Regions from separate parts of the Mus musculus genome. Here region 1 is linked to region 2. Evidence: chromatin contacts called from public Hi-C data. All regions are on one chromosome and are shown on one strand. Each heading gives the region's core, a stretch centred on a gene start, on an enhancer-like site or on the middle of the called end of the contact. The rest is flanking DNA. Distances are from core to core; before and after follow the strand shown. Region 1 has its middle 23 kb from the start of Gm40639. Region 2 overlaps Atg5 (autophagy related 5).

What was found. A called contact is a pair of places that touch in the nucleus more often than the background predicts.
Region 1: a Hi-C map of B cells shows a contact between it and region 2, with 2.3 times the contacts expected there. The contact joins two enhancer-like sites. A contact is called at or near these places in 22 of 39 promoter capture datasets (the 3T3-L1 cell line, the C10 cell line, the HPC-7 cell line and 13 more), 2 of 15 datasets of contacts at CTCF or cohesin (embryonic stem cells and large pre-B cells), 101 of 484 Hi-C or Micro-C datasets (3T3-L1-derived adipocytes, the AML12 cell line, B cells and 63 more), 22 of 115 datasets of contacts at active chromatin or transcription factors (the 230-238 cell line, the SCID.adh cell line, astrocytes and 17 more) and 1 of 9 other capture datasets (liver).

What each region holds. Positions count from the first base shown.
Region 1 is chr10:44,998,030-45,004,003 of GRCm38.p6, forward strand. No RefSeq gene overlaps it. Among named protein-coding and RNA genes, the nearest start is that of Gm40639, 23 kb to the right of the region's middle. Within about 2 kb of position 2,717, at least 127 of the 459 cell types and tissues checked have an H3K27ac peak or open chromatin away from gene starts, as enhancers often do. A contact at or near this core is called in B cells and liver, where this site is marked.
Region 2 is chr10:44,280,879-44,287,590 of GRCm38.p6, forward strand. Atg5 (autophagy related 5) reads left to right here. Exons shown (of 8, transcript NM_053069.6): 2 at 5,154-5,319. The coding sequence starts at 5,212. Among named protein-coding and RNA genes, the nearest start is that of Atg5, 16 kb to the left of the region's middle. Within about 2 kb of position 2,108, at least 7 of the 459 cell types and tissues checked have an H3K27ac peak or open chromatin away from gene starts, as enhancers often do. A contact at or near this core is called in B cells and liver, where this site is marked.

The DNA of each region.
Region 1 (5,974 bases), core at 1,467-3,966, 720 kb after region 2:
AAATCTCCTTTCTGATGTAAATTCCTCTCTGCAGAGCTCGCTGCAGGAAAGCCATTGTATCTGAGTAATCTAAACTTGAAAGAGAATTTTTGTTAAACCAGTTATGATAGGGGAAACATGTTTTTCACTGAGTCGAAAGATTAAAGTTGGTTGTAAAAAGGGGTGGGGGCTGAGGGAGAATTATTGGTTGCCCAACTAATGATTAGATACAGAACTTCAAGGAGAAATTAAGAGCACAAAAGAGAGTCACACAGATAAGTGAAAACAGCTCCAAAGATATTAAATACAAGAGTCGAGGTTTAGCTGAGGTTGTAATCTCTCTTCCCATAGTCATCTCTGCTAAGCCATCCTCTCTACCCCATTCGATTTCCCCAGGACAGACTGCTGCAGCACACATCTGCAGGTTGGAATATCTAGTTTCTCTCTCTCTCTCTCTCTCTCTCTCTCTCTCTCTCTCTCTCTCTCTCTCTCTCTCTCGTGTGTGTGTCTTTCTCATGTCTTCTTCCGTATGTCCCTCCCTTTGAGTCTGTCTGTCTCTCTGTGTGTCTTTTTATCTGTCTCTCCCTGTGTGGTGTTTCTATCTCTGTCTCTCTGTCTCTTTGTCTCTCTGACTCTGTCTCCCCTCTCCCCTCTCCCCTCTCCCCTCTCCCCTCTCCCCTCTCCCCTCTCCCCTCTCCTACATCTTGGTAATCACTCTACGGACTTTTTAGCCCAGAAGAATGTAGACACAAGAGGAGAAAAAGAGATATACCCCCTCCTTTAAAAAACAAGACAAAATAAAACACATTGTGACTGGTTTCTTTCAAAGCATGCTTTCTCAGCACTATATACCCTCATCTCAAGCTAACCCCACTAGCTCTCTTGATTTGTTACCCTCAGCCATTCTGCCACCCTTCCTGTCCTTGCAAACCTAGAAACATTTTTAAGGTTTTTCATTTCAAAGACCTCAGCAGGCAGCAGTAAGGACATAGTCACAAGCTAACAGTGTGGGTCTGTGGTATAGTATATGCTTAATCATGCACAAGGCTCTGGATTCCATTTCTACCACCATATACACAGAAAAGAATCCATATCCGTGTATTAAGAGCTATGGGGAAAAAAATTAAAGTATTTCTTCGCACAGCCTGACCAGGAGAGGTTTACAGATGAGAAACAAGTTTCTCTTGGGAAGGGTGGACTAGAGATCTTGAAAAGGCCTCTATTTGACTCTCCTCCAGGCATCCGACCTCAGCCCTAGTACTGGTGTGTTTGCACAGAAACCTCCAGAAAGGACCTCAGCTCTCAAGACAAAAGCTTTCTCGATGAACTTTGAAGAACATGGTTCATAAATACAAGAAAGAAAAAAAAAAATCCCTCTGCATCACTGTGAAGAACTGACTCTGTTCCAAAATGAATTTATGATGAAAAGAAATATTTAAATTGAAATTAAAATATTAACATCAGGGCAAGGCCTGACTCATACAGCTATACCACAAACACTCTGAATACTTTCACATATCCCTGAAGTTAATGTATTCATATTTAGATTTGCAATATTGTGCTTTAGAATAATTTTAGTACAAAAATACCAAACTAGTCTCTTATAGCTTTGAATCTAGTCTAGTCACACACACACACACACACACAAGCAGTGTCACCCTGATCTCTTATTTAATGCTCAACATTCAAGGTACACAATTTAATGTTCATTGTGGATTGTCCATAGATTTATGATGGCTGTAGAGATGTTCATAAAATCTGAGCTATGCAAGGCTTTCGGCATCTGTCTCATTTTTATCAGAACCATAAAAATCATCACCCTCTTGTTCCTAGTCAGTCTTTCCTGCTAGATAATATAAACCAGAGAAAAATAACGTTGTATCTGAGTGTCTACTTTAAGTAGACTCTGTTGCAGAGGTGTGTGTGTGTGTGTGTGTGTGTGTGTGTGTGTGTGTGTGTGTCTGTCTGTCTGTCTGTCTGTCTGTCTGTCTGTCTGTGTATACAGAATAGTGATGGTATGTCTGGAAATGGAGAGAGAAGAATATTGAATTAAACTACATATGTTTGAGGATTAAACAGGCTCTGTACGAAGCTCTTCCTAGTACCAACTGTCTTATGAACCAGAACGATGCTGCTGTGGGGCACCACTCGTTTTAGCCATGCGCTGACCTGTCCTACGCAGGAGCACAGTCTCTCAAGTGTACACAGAGAGGGGAAGCAGGTGCTTCGACTCCCCAGCATCTGGTTTAAATGACCACAATGCTGAGAGCACCTGCAGCCAGCATTTCAGCCAAGTCTGGCCTCCCATTGTATTCAACTGTTCTTTCTGCCTTAAGCAAAAAAGGCATTGTTTATCTGATTTGCCAAAGGATCTCCGGGGAGGTGGAGAAAGACCGGACAAACAAAGCTAAAACTGAGCGCCAGTGGACCGCACGGGAGGATCTTGATTATTTGTGACTATCCACGGGGATCTTTCATCCTGACTAAACAGAGAGAGAGAGAGGAGGGGGCCCCACGGGGACATAGAGAGACAGACAGAGACAGAGAGAAAATATCAGCTGCATTTGGTGCTGCGGGTTTAAGAGCAGAGCAGAGAATAATCTTACTGAGAAGGTGGAGCTGTAGTTTGTGTGCTAAATGTTCAGTCTATGCACTTTCCACGTTCCTAGTTTAGAGCAACTACGCACTGAGAGAGCTGACTGCCTCTAAACGATGTCAAAAGCAGTAGTAACCTTGGTTCAGACTTTTCAAATCAAGGTATGAAGAGCAAATAAAACTGACCCACGGAGGGGGGGGCAGTTAGAGGGGGGGACAAAAACCAAAACCCAAAACAAACCTGTGGTCGATGTGTTAGAACCAAAATAAAATGACCAGTCGTATTTTCAAGAACACGGAAAATAAAGTCTTCCTGCGTAGTGTTTGCTTAGTAAATAATTCTGTGGAGCCCCTTTATTTCCTTTTTTCTTTTCTTTTCTTTGTGTAGAGCCCCAACTAGTGGGAGATTGGAAAACTGCACCTGAAGAGAGGCCATTTAAATGGAGGTGACCATTGGACTTCCGGCCAGCATATGAGCACTTTAGGACAAGGCTGATTTTCAGGTGTGAGACTGCAGACAGGTGCTAAGAGGGGAGGGTTGTGAAACTGCCTTCTTCTTAACTTTCTGCATGCTAAAGGGCAACCTGGCGCCGAGGAAAGCAAACACACTCTCTGGCATGTGAAATGACTCAGTGCACTCTAGCTACAGCTAATTCGAGAAAGGAAAATAAATTCTGAGTTCAGAACTTATATGCCTCAAAGATCTTTTTTAAAAGAAAGGGGACAACATCCTGTAACCGAAAAGAAAAAAGAAAAAACTGCACAGGCTGGAGGAAAAAGAGCCGGTTTCACATGTTAAATGAGAATTCAGTTAGAAATATTTTTACCCAGTTGGTAGTTTTTACTGAGAAGAGATAAGAATGTGCTGTGTTGTGATAAGAGGAGCTAGCTGTAGGTAGACCAGCAGGCCGGAGGCCATCATGCAGGAGAGATCAGAACTTCAATGAAGAATGAGACAGAAACGCCTAGAAAAGTGGGGTGTACTGTTCTGAACTCAGAATTTATTTTCCTTTCTTAAATTAGCATAGACAGAGTGTGCTGACTCATTTCACTTGCTAGAGAGTGTGTTTGTTTTCTAAGGGGACTGAATCTCAGGAGCTGCTGGGATTTTAAGTTTGTTTCTTTGTTTCTTCTTCCATCCTTTCAAAAACTCTCATTCTGCTCAATTGTTTTTAAAATAATGTTTCCTTTGACAAAAAGTGGCAATAAAATGCAGACAGCCTGGAAAGGCTATTAAAGAAATAATCCACGATGAGTTCATTAATTAAAGTATAAGAATGTGCATCAGGGGTTGTCATGCAGGCTTCAGGGTGTTTGTGGAACTCCCTAACAAGAAAGATCTATAGTGTGTGTGTGTGTGTGTGTGTGTGTGTGTGTTTCTGAATTCTCAAAGAATCCCATAAAAAACAAACAAACAAACAAACAAATCCAACTACACAGGAATCTGCACATAGACAAAAACCAACCACATTGTCATAGATGTGCCTCAGAGTGGTCTGACTTCAGAGACTGCATAGAAAAGCCCCACAGAGTCATCAAGCCATGTCTAGGGCATCTCACAGAGCAGATGCTAACCTCCAGAGTCACAGGCTTCCCTGTGCATTGTGCACTAGAATAAAGGTGTGGTGGGTGTCCTGCTTATACCTTGAGGGCATATGGGTGCACACAGTCCTCATCAGCTGCAGGGATGAACAACTCGCTCTCACCACTTCCCTCCATGTGAATGTACAAAAGGCCACTTATGCTCAAAATTTGAACATAGTAGTAATTATTTTTTTTTATCCCCACAGATTAGCCAGTAAAATTCAGAATTTAACCACAACAACAGAAATACCTTTAACTTTTAGGAGTCAAACACCTACTCAGTATACACAGTTGTTACAAAATATCAATTCAAGGGAGTTTTCTCTGCCACTTAAAGTTTATGGTGATTATTAAATAAACAGACCTTTGCTTCATTTGAAAAGGGATTTGTTTAAATACTACTTATTTGAAGATCATTAAGTCTCTGGAGTTCAAGGATATCGAGGGTGGTGACTGCCTCCCGGAGCTATCTAACTTCTTTTATGATGTCAGCTTTCCCAGAGATTTTATTTAACAAATGACTTCACTGTGGAGAAAAGCTGTCATATTAATCTATCTGTCCTAGCCTTCACCTTCCAGCCTCACTGTGATCATGTAAGAGAAGTCTGAGGGGTAAAGAGAGAACCCACACTACCCATTAGCAGTCCCCTGTCAGGTGGCACGTGATCCTGTGTCAGCACACTCGGCTCCTCAGCTGCGGACTCCCTGGTCTTTCCTTCTCAGACAGACACCACCATGATTGAAGTTTACAAAAGGCAAGCTGTACAGGGCATCTGACACTCTGCAAAGCTTGCCACCTTTTCTGTTTTCTGTTTATCTTTCCCTTTGCCAGAGTCTGTAAGAAGCTTTCATGGCTGAGAAAGTAAGTCTTTGAGTCATAAGAACAAGGTGAAGGTATTTAGAGGGAAAAAAAGCTTGCCAGGTTTAAAAAAAAAAAAACCTGTATTCCCTTACTAAGACAATTTTAAAACCTCAAATATTACAACCACAAACTGTTCGTGCAGATGAAAATGAAAGTAGGCCACTTAAAGAGAGTTTTGTCTAAACTAAAGCAAATGCATTGCGTCATTATTTTAAGCATTGGGATTAACAGGCTACCAAACGGTTTCTTTGAAATTAAGAAGGCAGCATTTTAAATATTACATCTGAACGTGTTGTGTCTCCTCTAAGGGACACGCAGAACCTGAGTGGCTGATGTCTCTATGCCCTCTCCCCAGCCCCTGAGGACCACACTGCCCTTCCTGCCTGCGCCTACTTGGCTCTGGGCCAGCAGCTTTCAGGGCCCCTTCATTAGGAGCTCCTGGCAATGTGGTTCAAATGTGAAATTTCCATCTCCCCTCCACAGGCAGCTAGGCAAGGGCAAAGCAGTTGGGACATGCTTGACACATGAATTTGAAAAGGGAAGAGGAGAAGGAGGAAGAGGAGGTAAGCCTTCAAAACTATATCTATCAAAGTGAAAGTCAGGAAAAATTAGGCCATCCACCTGACTGGGGCTGCCAAAGAGTTAGGTGAAAGTGCCTTTCAAGGACGTCCTACATAAAATTCAGTATGCTAGTTAACAGGACAGCCAGGTGCCCCAAGCTGTCTGAGGAACACAAGCACATTGAAAATAAAGACACTCACTAATAACCCCCATACTTTAATGTTTTAGGATTCTCTTTGATTTCCTATGGAACCTGGTTAGCCCAGAGAGGACTAGAATACATGTGGTAGTGGTGGTGGTGGTGGTGGTGGTGGTGGTGGTGGTGGTGGTGGGTGTGTCAAGTTGAAAGTTGTGTGTGTGTGTGTGTGTGTGTGTGTGTGTGTGTCTAGGGGG
Region 2 (6,712 bases), core at 858-3,357:
AGTCATAGTTGACTGGATGGTTCAAGGTTCCCAAAACTACTATAAATCATTCGATTTCAGATGTGCATATTAGTGTGCCTTAGGTTTCTATTGTTCTGATAAAACATACTGAGCCCTTACCTCAAAATCAGGAAATATCCATAAGCTGATTATTTTTTCCAATTAAAGAACATTTAAATTTTATTTTAAACTTTATTATATTTTTAAAAAGTTGAAGAAAAAAAAACACCCAAAGACTATGCAATTCAATGAGCTTCTATATATTTTATAGAGAAACAGGAGCTGTGGATCTTCACATTGCAAGTTATGTATTTCCTTCCTTCCTTATTTACTTATTTTTGTTTGTTTGTTTGTTTTTGTTTTGTTTTGTTTTTGAAACAGAGTTTCTTGATGTAGTCCTGGCTGTCATGGAACTCACTCTGTAGATCAGGCTGGCCTCCTTCTCACAGAGATCTGACTGCCTCTGCCTCCCAAGTGCTGGGATTAAAAGTGTTCACTACCACCACCCATCCACATTGGATTTTATATTTCCACTGTTTTATGCACTTACCCACTACCAAAACCACTACCACCAATAAAAAAAACCACGATAGAGTCAGAACTCGGAAACAGCTTGTATTTACTACTTGCATTCATTCCTTCTTCATTTCCTAATGTTAGCTTTTCTTGCTCTCTTTCATATGTTACTGTACCTACGAATATATGTATTCACACACGCAGATGCATTCATGTTAGATTCTGCATGTAAGGAAGAAATGTGGTTTTTCTTCTTCTAAGATTGTGTGACCTTGCTTAATAATATATATTCTAAGTCCATCCATCTTCCTGCAAAATTTGTGATTTCATTTTTCTTTAGAGCTGAACAGTATTCCATATATATATATATATATTATATATGTATACATATATAATTTTATATATACACCAATTTTCCTTGTCCATTTGTCTGTTGATGGGATTGAGGTTGATTTCAGTTCCTTTCTCTCGTGAATAAAGCAATAATAAAGATGAGGGTGAAAACACTTCTATGCTAGGGTATACTCAGAACTGAAATAGGAGATCACATGATAATTCTATTCAAAAGTTTTTTGAGAAATCGTCAAACTGAGTTTCATGACAGCTGCAGTGTTTTGTGGCCCACTAATCGTGGTTGAGGTTCCTTTCCCTGCACATCCTCTCCAACATTTGTTGTCACGTTTATTGATGACCGATAGCCATTGGTGAGACGCTCTGAGAGTAGTTTTAGTCTGCATTCCCTGGAGAGATGGCTCAGTGGTGAAGAGCACTGGCTGCTGTTCCAGAGGTCCTGAGTTCAGTTCCCAGCAACCACATGGTGACTCACAACCATCTGAAATGGGATCTGATGCTCTCTTCTGGTGTGTCTGAAGATAGCTACAGTGTACTTAAATTCATTAAATAAATAAATCTGAAAAAAAAAAACCCACATTGTTTTTTTTAAAGTTATTGGCCATTGTGTTTCTTTTTTTTTTTTTAACAGTGAATATTCAAGTTTATTTACCCACTTGCTAATTGGCAGTGTTATTTCTTTGGTGTTTCATTTCTGCAGTTCTTTGTAAGTTTGGATATTGACTGAGTGTAGCTGGTAGCCCCCATTCTGTGGGCTGTCTGTGGCTACAGCGTTCTTTGCTGTACAGACTTCTCACTTCCCTGTGGCCCCACCTGCTGATACTTGAGGTTGGCTCCTGTGTTGTTATGTTCTGTTCAGAAAGTTCTTCCTATCCCAGTAGTTTAAAAGGTGTTTTCTTTCAAGTTGTAGTGTTTCAAGTTTTAAATTAAGGTCCTTAGTCTGTTTTGTATTGATTTTTATACAAGGTGAAAGGTAAGACTAATTTCATTCTGCTGCAGGTACAGCCAGGAGGGCCAGCACTGTTTGCTGGAGAGGCTGTCCGTTTTCCAGTATGTTTTTGCCTACTTTGTCAAAAATTCAGTGGATACATAGCTTTGTCATTTTATTTCTGGATCTTCTTTTCTATTGCTCTTCCTGTGTGTTTTTATTCCTGCACCAGGCTGTCTTTATGACTATACCCTGTAGTATAACTTGAGATTCCTATGTGTGGGTGGGGTATGTTTGTGCTTGTGTGCACATCTGCCATGCAGCCACGTGGAGATCAGGACAGCCAGTTTTTCTCTTCCCATCATGTAGCTCTCAGTAGTCTAAGTCAAGTCATTAGACTGCGCAGCAAGTGCCTTTCCCCACCAAGACATCTCTCCAGCCCATAACCACATAAATTTATTCATTTTACTTATTTTAAATTTATCTTACTTTGATTTTTAATGTGTATTTGTTTCAGTGTGTATCTGTGTGAATTTATGATATGTTTGTGGGTGCCCAAAGAAGCCAGAACTGGGAATTGGATATTCTGGAACTGGAATTACAGGTGCTTCTGCGGAATCCTAGCTGGGTGCTAGAGAGACCTCAGGCCTTCTGAAGCTCAGCGGGCATTCTGAACTGCTGATCCATCTCTCCAGCCTGGACATTTATTCTAAAGATCAGCTGCTAACCTAGTCAGGAAGTAATGAGGGCTTCCTGTTTTCAGCAAGTTAATTTGAGTGATTTGTACATTCAGAAATTTTTCTTTTGAGTGTAGAATTTAAGCATGCTTGAATTTGAAGTCTCACTGTGGTACTGAATGAAATTTACATATGTATATCACTAGCTTAGAATACTTGTATATATTTAATAAAAGTCAAGGCACTGCTAAGTACCAGGGTCCTTATTCTAAGTTGACTAGTGGCCAGTAGTTTGACATAAGGCAGGTCTTTTCCCACCTAAGGCAGTTTGCTTATGTGTGGATGGCCAACAGCTGACTGATCTTTAACTATGGATTAACTGATGCCAATCCCAAAGGGTTTGTCCTGGGTGGGGAGAAAGGATAAAAGCAAGCTCCTTGATGTACCTCGGTGTTAATAATTGATGTCCTGCTGGAGAGATGGCTCAGCCATTGGAATACTTTTGGCTTTTGCAACAAGTTCAGTTCCTAGCATCTGCATGGTGGCTCAGAACCTTTTGTAACTCCAGTTCAGGGGGATCTGACACCCTGTTCTGGATCTTCAGGGCATCAGAAATGCATGTGTTGCCCACACATACATGTAGACAAAACATTCATAAACATAAAATAATAACTCTAAAAAGAATTTTAAATTGATATCCACCTAGGCCCATAATTTTGGAGGGCACCATGCAATTATTTAGGATTTTTCTTATACATTATACTAAATTATGAATTAACTGCCCAACACTGTCTTGGTTGTATATTGACCCTTAATACTCAGGTAGAACCTCCTTGGGTTGCCCTGTGCATTATCAGCAGTGTGTGTTTCATCATGTACACAGGTGACATGGAGTATGAGCATGATAGCCTGGGCTATCCCAGAGCTCATGCACATTGTCCTTCCCTGATCCTGAGACTTTCCTCATGTGCAGAGCGAGCTAGCAGCGCTACCCTGTGGAGTAAGGACTGTTGTGAGTTGGAGAAATATTTCACTGGGACTGAGGGTGTTAGTCACTTGACAGTGTGAGTAAGAGTTGGAGAGAAGCAGCGTGAGTTAGTACTAGGCTGGGGAGTCAGAGCACAGCGACTGGATGTTTAGGGGTCGGGGCTTACTGAGGTCTATAGGACGGAGTTGTAATCAGTATGACTGGAAGTATTGGTGGGGCCAAGTTATGCATCTGATGAAATTTAGAAAAGGGAATAAACTTAATAAAGAGCTTTTTGTTGTTGTTTATTTGTTTGCTTGCTTGTTTGTTTGGCAGGGGCTCATGTCACCCAGGCTCAACCCATGAGGCCTATAGGCTTGCACCAACCCCAGTTCTTGATTGGTATATGCTATCATCTGCAAATCGAAGCAAATATTCTTTTTATTTTTTTTTCAGGAGAAATGATAAACGTGGTAGGAGAGGCTAAATACATTAGATGGGGCAAGTGTAATTATGTGAATAATCATCTGAAATTAGATTAAGATCATAAGGCACAGGTACAAGGCTCTCTTTTAGGTGAGTGATAAGAGTCTACCAGGCTTGAAAAAGTAAGAAGTATGTGGTGTGATTTACTTTGTGCCTGGCCCTTTAAAGGATCCCCAGTTGCTAGTCACCTGGCCCTTTAAGAGAACTGCTTGACCCTATGGCCTTTGGTTTGGGTTGCCTCTAGAATTCTAGGGATAGGAGAGGATATAAAGAGCCAGCAGAGGCTGAGAGAGGGGAGCCGAGGGTCCAGGTGGCAGGAGAGTAGGGTCAGAGAAGACAGTTGGTTTAGGAAAGGACTGAGTAGGGCTGAGGAGAAAAGACAGTCAGTGTAGAAAGGAGGCTGAGCAGAAGAGAATGGGAACCTGTTGAGCCAGAGACCATATTATTAGGAGACAGTAGAGAGACTAGCAGAGTGACAAGAGACAGTTGGTGACAGCTGAGCCAGGAGAAGCCAAGCTGAGCAGATAGGGTAGAACAGCTGCTATAGTTTGGAGAGGCTACTACTGGGGAAAATGAGAGACGAGACTGTTTAAGCAGACTGTTGGGAAACTGAGGGAGGAATGGCTGAGGAAACATTTGAAGGGGCTGAGCTGGAAACTGGGAGGGGGGCTGGCCTGTAGTTAAGAGAACTGATTGCAGTTTGTAAGAAAGAAGGCATTAAAAGAAACATTAAAAAACACACACATTTTGCAGAAGTATAGTTTCTATTTTGATGGGACTTATATTGCTTATTACTTGAATATGTAATTGGCATCACATACACATGCATGCACATATGCATGCATGTGTATACACACAGACTTTTTGAGATTGTGTTTTACCAAATAGCTCAGTCTTGCTACATACAGACTCTTGTCTCGGCTTCTCTAATGTAGAAATTCCTGGCTTTTACCTACCTACCTCCCCTCCTCCCTGGCTGGGAGAGAGTAAGAGGTAGGTAAGTATGGCTGGCCTCATACTTGGAGAAATCACCTGCCTCTGCCCCTCTGCCCCTCTGCCCCTCTGCCCCTGCCAAGTGCTGGGATTTAAGGTGTACATCAGTGAGGCCTCCCCATACCCCACTCCACCTTTTCTTTAAGTGAAGTTTTTTGGTGTTCATTTTTTGCCTATGAAATGTTTTCATTAATTCTTGGAAGGATCTGACTAATGCTATTTATTCTGTTTCCAGTTTGGCTTTGGTTGAAGGAAGAACTTAGCCTATATGTACTGCTTCATCCACTGGAAGAATGACAGATGACAAAGATGTGCTTCGAGATGTGTGGTTTGGACGAATTCCAACTTGCTTTACTCTCTATCAGGATGAGATAACTGAAAGAGAAGCAGAACCATACTATGTAAGTGTGCAAAGGGGACCTATAACTTCGTCCATTATTTACAATAAAATAAAAGTTTTAGAATGTGGAGGCTGTCACTTTGCGATATTTTCTCCATCCACCCTTCCTTCCTATGTTTCTCTTTCTTTGTTTCTCTTTCTTGTATTCTTTGCTCATATGATACATCCTGACGCAGACTCCCCTCTCTCCCCCTCCTCCTCGCCCGTCCCCTCCCCTCGTCCCTCACTTTACTGTGGGCGGTTAGAAGACTAGGATGGTTACTTGGCTGGTCACGTGCTTACCATGTAAGTGTGACAACCCAAATTAAGCTCCCCAGGACTCACTTGAAACGTGCCATGTGTCATAGTGTGGGCTCTGGGGAGGCAGAGACAGGAGGGTGCCTAGGGGCTAGCTGGTCACCCAGCCCTGCCTTCAAACCAGTGAGCTCCAGATTTAGTGGCGCTCAGTAACGTGAACAGTGGCTGGAGAGATGGCTCAGTGCTTAGAACTTGGCTGCACTTGCAGAGAACCCTGTTTGAGTTCTAAACACCCGTGTGGCACCTCACAGCCATCTGTGACTTTGTGCTGCACATACATGCATGCAGGCAAGACACTCACACACATAAACTCTTTAAAACAAATAAGGTGAAGGGTAATGGAAGAAGACAGCTAACACTGATCTGTGTGGCTACATGTATGTACATGTGTGTGCATGTATGTGCACATGCACCTGATGCACCGTAAATGAATCAATGCAAACAAAAGAGGGCTTGAGAGGCAGCTAAACAGAGAAGTACACATACTGCTCTTGGAGAGGACCCAGGGTCCCAGGATCCATTTTGGCAGCTTACAACCCCCGTAAGCTCTAGTTCTGCTCTTCAAAAGTACCTGTACATACACATAATTAAATAACAGCAATTCTCTAAGATAAATAAATCCCCTCTAATCATGCTACCCACAGTTCAAACACACATGTCACTTTAGACATACTGATATGCGTTCTTTTTTGTGTGCGTGTAGTCATCTATCTTAGAGAGTGGAGTCAGGCTATCTCTACAACAGAGCACAGACTTAGAATGTCAGTACCTACCACACAGCACACCTGTAGTGGAATCATAAGCAATGTGCTGTGTTTTAATAGGAAGCTAGGTTTTTTTAAGTTTTATTTACTTTATGTATATGGGTATTTTCCTTCATTTAAGGATGCCACATGATTGTTGTACCTGAGCAAGTGAGAAGAAGGAGCCAGATCCTCTGGAACTGGACTTGTACACAATTGTGATTGGTCATGTGGGTGGTGGGAACTGAACCCAGGTTCTCTGCAAGAGCAGCCAGTGCTTTTAACCCAACATTGGATTTTTACATATTTAGATGATTCCAAGCAATTAGTCAAATATGTATATTAATGGACTTA